Linked DNA regions of Bos taurus: region 1 is linked to region 2. A link is a contact called in public Hi-C data. All regions are on one chromosome and are shown on one strand. The core of a region is the stretch at or near the end of the contact, and the rest is flanking DNA. Distances in the headings are between cores, read along the strand shown.

The links. A called contact is a pair of places that touch in the nucleus more often than the background predicts.
Region 1: a contact with region 2 is called in a Hi-C map of an unstated tissue, with 2.1 times the contacts expected there. The contact joins the enhancer-like site here to the promoter of CHST15 in region 2. A contact is called at or near these places in 2 of 11 Hi-C or Micro-C datasets (liver and an unstated tissue).

What each region holds. Positions count from the first base shown.
Region 1 is chr26:43,835,143-43,838,210 of ARS-UCD2.0, reverse strand. No RefSeq gene overlaps it. Among named protein-coding and RNA genes, the nearest start is that of CHST15, 44 kb to the right of the region's middle. Within about 2 kb of position 1,395, at least 25 of the 102 cell types and tissues checked have an H3K27ac peak or open chromatin away from gene starts, as enhancers often do. A contact at or near this core is called in liver, where this site is marked.
Region 2 is chr26:43,791,640-43,795,208 of ARS-UCD2.0, reverse strand. CHST15 (carbohydrate sulfotransferase 15) reads left to right here and starts at 2,050. Exons shown (of 9, transcript XM_059882099.1): 1 at 2,050-2,197.

The DNA of each region.
Region 1 (3,068 bases), core at 146-2,645, 44 kb before region 2:
TGGGGAAGAGGTTCAAGGGGTCAGAGCGTATCCTGTTCCTCGTTTCACAAATCACGCTGCTAATTGCCCAATTTGGAGATATTTGGTGGTGATTCTCGGCAGCTGGACGTGCATTGCTTCACACACAAGGACAGCTGAGGATGTTTTGTTTCATTGGGTGGTGTGTCAGGAAGTCCCGCAGTGGCCTCTGGGGCCCAGTGACGAAAGTCCTGGTCTTAGAGTGGAACAGAACTAGGACAGACTAGCTGAGCTCTGCGTCTCTGGGAGGGGTCACTGAACTCCTCCAAGCTTTCTGTTCCTGAAACAGGGGCTCTAATGCTTAGTCTGTGGTCTTGTTGGGACTGCTAATAGTGACTGGCCAGTGTGAAAATGGTCCTGGCCATGGGTGGTGATCTGAAGCTTTGAACGGACTCGCCTTTGACCCCTCAGAGCTATGAGATGAAGTATGGAAAATATTTATTTAGGCCCTGACTCTGTGGGTGGTGACTCAATGTCCTTGCCCCTTCTATAAAACAGAGTTTTTCATGGGGTGGTATAGGCTGTGGCCCCACATCCCCTGGGCTGTTGGGGTTTCCTCTGAACAGAACTCTGGGTCAGAGGCTCCTCAGGAACCCTGCTGCTGCAAGGTGGAGGAGGGGGGCCGCCTTGGCCTCTCAGGCTGCTGGAGCATGGCACGACCACCGGCTGGCTGTGTTACGTACTCAGCCATGTCCGACTCTCTGCGACCCCACGGACTGCAGCCCGCCAGGCTCCTCTGTCCACGGGATTTCCCAGACAAGAATACTGGAGTGGGTTGCCATTTCCTTCTCCAGGGCACCTTCTTGACCTAGGGACTGAACCCGCGTGTCCTGCATTGGTAGGCAGATTCTTTACCACTGGGCCACCTGAGAACCACTGACCGGGGGAGCTTATAAACCACAGAAATGTATTGCTCACGGCTCTGAAGACTGGAAGTCCAAGATGTTTAGGTGAGGGTCCTCTTCTTGGTTCTCGACTGTGCCTTTTCAGGGTGTCCCCTCTCACGTGCTAGAAGGGGCAGGGGAGCAGTGAGGTCTCTTTTATTAGGGCACAAATCCCGTCATGAGGGCACCACCCTCATGACCTAGTCACCTCCCCCGAGTCCACCTACTAAGAACATCACCTTTGGGGGTTAGAATTCCTATGTGTGAAGCTGGGGGGACACAAACATTCAGCCTGTAGCAAGGACTTTCCACCTCCCCTCTTTGCAATCTCCCTTCCGGCAGGACGTGGCTAATCCAGCAGGGAGGACCTTGGTTACAAGTCACCATGGCCTTGTGCTAACAGTAGTGGCTGAGTCATGCTGGGCACCTCCTGGGCACCAAGGCCTGAGCTCGGTGATTCAGAGACAAAGTCTCCACACGTGTGTGATTGTCACCAGGAGGCCACACCCAGCTCTCCTCCGAAGGATGTCCGGGGAGGGACTCAGAGACCCACACAGACACTAGTGTGCAGATACATGCACACACACACACACACACAGACATGCTCATGCACATATATTCACACTCATTCATACAGACGCAGACACATGCATGCGCAACACACACATACACAATACATAACACTCACAACACGCACATATACACACACTCACATTTGCAGACACACACATATGTAACATAACATACACATGTACTGCATTCACCCACACCGACACTCAGACACAGACACATATACACAGACACGCTCATACACACACACACACACACTCTCATTCACACAGACACACTCTCACACAAGCAGACACACACATATGCATACAACACAGAGACACACACTCACACACATGCACCCACACAGCAACACCAGACACAACCCTTAAGGGCTGGGCGGGCTCCTGGCCGTCACACGTGAGGAAGGACAGACACAGGCTGAGGCCCCTCAGAAGCAGATGGGCAGGCAGAGGAAGTTTCGAGACAAATACAAACGGAACGCCTCTCCTGGGCCAGCGCTGGGATGACGCCGTGCAGGGCAGACCCGCAGGGTCGCGTCCTTCCAGGGCGGGGCATCTACACGGATGACAAGCTGGAGTATCTGCGGGGCTGCAGGCAGAGCCCGGCTGGCTGGAGTCAGCTCCCTGTCTGTGTCAGCAGACGGGTGACAAGACGCTGGCTGGGGTGTCACCTCCTGGGTGGGGAGAGTCCCTGAGACTGTCAGTGAGATCTTGCCCATCCATGACTCCAAAGCTGCTGTTTTCGATTTCACACTTGGTTCTCACAGAAAACAGAGCAGGAAGAGGAAGTAACAAGAGTTTCGTGGTTTCCTGCACACCTCACCCTCTGGGTTCTTCAGGGGGTGTTATTAGGGCATATCGGAGGCAGGGGGTAAAGGATGGTTCGGTAGCCCAGTGACCTCTGCCTTGGCTGCCCCCAACCTGCTTCAGCAAGGATGATTCTTTCAAGTTCGGAGGCCCAGGAAGGCAGGGCCGTGCAGGAGAAAGCAGAGCGTGGATGGGCCGGCAGGGAGCCTGGCTTCATTCAGCCCTCTGCTCTGTAACTTACTTGCTGTGTGCCTTTAGGCAAGTCACTCACCCTTTCTGGGCCTCTGCTGTAATTTGAGGGAGTTGCACTGGTTGGGTTTATAGCCACTCCAGCCCTGAAGGGCTACAAATAACCCTTGTCTGCCGCAAAACTTGGATGGCGGCTTTAAATAGATCTCCTCAGGGCCTCAGATTTCAGCGGAGGCAAAATCCACAAACAGCCAAGGGCAAATGGGAAAATTAAATGTTTCAGAAACTTACATTTTAAAACTTACAATAAGCACGCAGCAAGCTTTGTGAGACTACTCAGTGGTACTGACCAGTCTCCAGCCCTCCCTATCCTTGGGCTAAATCGACGCTGGTAATATACCAGCCAGCTGGCATGAACTCTGAACCATTTCTACAAAGTCTGTGGTGTAGGTTGACCCCCACTGCCTCAACCAGCCCCCACCCCAGGTGATATGAGCAGGCTTCATGGGTGGGCATGGTGTTTTTTGCCTAGAAGGGTCTCATGCTTGGTTTCATGTCCAGCTGTCACTATCTTAAAAGTCTTAAGTTTTGAACAAGG
Region 2 (3,569 bases), core at 801-3,300:
TGTCCAGTGTCCCTCAGCTAGTCAGTATCAGCAGTAGGGGTTGAACTCAGACAATTTAATTCCAGAATTATGGAGGCCTAAGTGTGCATCTGGGGAAGAGACATTTGTTTTCTTAAATTACATTTTTTTTTCACTCACTAGTTGCCAGTGTGATGCACCAGCCTCTCGCACAGACATGTATCCGTCTGTCCATCCGTCCACTCATGCACACACGTCTGGTATTTGGGTGTTCTCTCAGCTCTCCAGAGTAACAGACTCAAGGGCAATTCTTGATTGATTTTTTTTTTTTTTTTTGGAAATTAAAGTTGAGAGGAAAAACTGCCCTCCAGTTAATCTCAGGCACGTGTATAAATACCTTTAGAAAGTCCCTGGTGGAATCTGTATCAAAGCAGCAGCATGACTATACTTAGAAACAATTTGCTCCATGTCAACCGTGATTTCTGACACCTGAATTTGAAAGTGACCTGGGTGGGCCCTGAGCCATCTACGCAACAGAGAGATGTGTTTACTTGGAAGGAGGAGAGGAAAGACGGAGGTATGTGTGGCCGTGGAATAATGTTCCACACACCCTTACAGGAGGGGATTTCCTTCTGGGTGTTTCCACAGAACCTTCCCTGTGTTTGTTTAAACCCATTGCACACTCTGGTCTGACAGCTGCCTGGCCCAGGGCCTTCCTTGCAGACGCATGCACAACCAACCTTCTTTAACAGCACCCTGCTCTGTGCCCCTCCCCCCCCCACACAATTACTTGAGTATATAAACCTCACTGAAAGGCAGGCTTTTCTTGGGAGCTAATAAATAAGCCCCAAAGCCATAACGTGTGTAAGACCTTGAAAAATGGCATCATCATCTATTGGGAATTGTGAACCCTGCAAAAAGCAGCTCATTGTATTTTCAGAAAAAGCTTTTTGTTAAAAAAAATAATAATAATGAACAAAACCCACCAAGTGGAGTGTATATGGAAAAAGCAATCTAGTCTGAGATTCTAAGGCTGGTCTCTTTGCTGCATTAATCTCTCCGTAGATTTTATGTAAGAGGCATTATTTGCAGGAAAACAAGATACCGTTTTGAAGAATTCCCCTCTCATCCCAGCTTCACATCTGCAGTTATAATCCTCTGATTGTGACCCCCGCGTTAGTTGCCATGGATGCTGAGCAGAAGTTTATGACCTCAGGGTGGGCTACAGTTTCTGGGGGTGAGAGGAGCCTCAGGCAATAAAAATCATGTTTTTCCAGAAAGAGAGGAAAGGGTTGGGGTGGGGGGAGATACCCTCAGGACGCATCCCTTAGCGGTGTGTCAGCACTTGACACGGAGAATTTTCAGCCCCACTTCTGGTCGCTCCTAGGACAAGATGCTGGACTGTGGTCAAGGGGACTCGGCCGGCAAAAGGCTATGTGACCGAAGACAAGGATTTTTTTTTTTTTTTCCTGCCCCTTAGACCTGTTTTCTGAGAGGCTGGGCTTGAGTCTTTCCGAATTCAAAGTGTTTTCTTCAACTGGTTTATCTTCGGTGGAGAGTCTCCAGGTCGGCCACGGGTGCGGCACTTCCTTGACTTCAGGCAGCCCGGTGGTTTCCTGGAGCAGCCGCGCCCGGGGCCACTGCTCGGTGCGGGGCGGGGGCGGGGGGCTGGGGGGCGGGCTCCGGTCCCGCTGAACCTTCCTTCTCCGTGAAAGCAAGCAGGCTGGGCCGTAGAGCCTGAGAGAGCGGTCTCCAGTTGCAAAACCACAACAGAGGGCTTAGAACCCACCAGCGCCGTGGCCTTGAATATCAATGCACGGGCTGGCTCCAGACCACCAAGTTCGTTAAAAAAATGTCTCTGGCAGGGTGTCACTGGCAGACTTGAGGGGTTTCGGTTTGCTCTCATTCGGAATCACCGCCGCGCACATGCCGTGTTGACTTGGAACGGGAGGGGGCGGGAACCAAACCCACCGCTCGGCGCGCACGCCTTGGTCTCACATTCCAGACCCAAGCTGATGTGTGTCCGCGCGACATGGGGCGGGGGGGCGGGTTCTCTTCGGATGTTTCATTCGCCATCTGCACGTCACTCCCAAAACTTTTCCTCCCTGCGCTCGGGGAGTCAGGTTGACGCGCCCCGCATGCCGGGCTCCGGGCGCGGGGCTAGGCGCGCTCCCGCGGAGCCGGAGCCGCAGAGGCTGGGCTGCCCCCGCCGCCCCCAGGCTGGACTCCTGCTTCTCAGGTACAAGTTGGGTGCCAGGCGCGGCGCGGGGGCGGCCACAGGCGGCGGGTGGGTGTCTGGCCCCGAGCTCCGGCGCCCCTCCGCGTTCCGGCCGGGCAGCGCCGGGGTCGGCCCGGGCTGGGCGTAGGGAGTCCGGGCCGGCCGAGGCTGCGCGCAGCCTCACTCCCCACGGCGCTCTCCGCGCGGTGGCGGCGGCGGCGGCGGAGGCGACGACGGCCCAGGCAGACAATGAACTTGCGAGCGCGCGCAGAGCCCAGGCAGGTTTGGGCCCCGCGACCCTCGGCCCAGCCTCACCGAGGCAATCGGCGTCTCCAGCGGAGGGCGTCCCCTCGCCGCCGATCCCGGCCGCGCTCCGGGCGCCCCGCGCGCCGGGGACCCCGCGGGAAGGGATGCTCGGCGGCGGCGGCGGCGCCAATGGCTCGCACGCCCCCCTCTCCCGCTAGGGAGAATGCGATCGGAGCTCCGGGACCGGGGACTCGGCGGCGGGGTGGTGGCGCTGCGGACAGCTGCCTCTGGGCACGCACAGGCCGGCTGTCCAAGAGAACGGCCCCAGGAGTCGGAATGGGGGTGCGGGGGGCGCGCTCTGCAGGCGGAGGACCGACTGACCGACCGATTGGTGCTTTCTCCCTAGGAGCGCGCGTGGGGTGAAGGTGGGGGTAGGGATTCCCCAGCCAGGCGCTCCGCTCCGCGGCGCACTTCGGGGAAGTTTCCAGGCGCGGCCCGGGGCAGGTTGGTGTGTTTGCTATCCGCCACTCTCTCCCTGACACGGGTTCGGGGCCACCTTCCTGCCCAGGCTCCAATCCCGCGGCCGCCCCGGGCGGGGAGGCGTGGGGTGGGGGATCTCAGGCGCGGAAGCCCGTGGGACCGGGTTCCGGGAGGGGGACCGCGTGGGCGGGCCTGGGAGGAGACCCGGGCGCGGCGAGGCCCGGAGCGGCCTGAACTTTTGCTCCCCGCCTTCTTCCTCCGGGCCCTCCGCCCCCTGTTCCCTCCCAGCGCCCCGCCGCAGCTCCGGAGGCGGTGTGACTCGGGAGGAGCCGGCGCTTCCCGGCGGTGGCGGAGGCGGCGGCGGCGTCCCCAGCCGGCCTGGGCGCGGCGAGCCGAACGCTGCAGGTCTGAGCCGAGCGGCGCTGAGGGGCGGCGGGGGCTGCGGGGCGACGGAGCTGCGGGGAGCCGGGGTGGCATCAGCCCCTGAGAGGGGGCGACGCCGCCGATTGGGATGGAGCGCGAGTCTGTTGGGCTATAGGTGCGGGTGTAGAGGACTCGGCGGCCGTGGGCTGATGGGGGACGGGTCGTGGCGCAGGTGGCCCCCTTGGAGTCCTCCTAAGATCACGGGATGGAGGCGCCCGGGAGAAGCGAACCTCGCCTTTGGGAG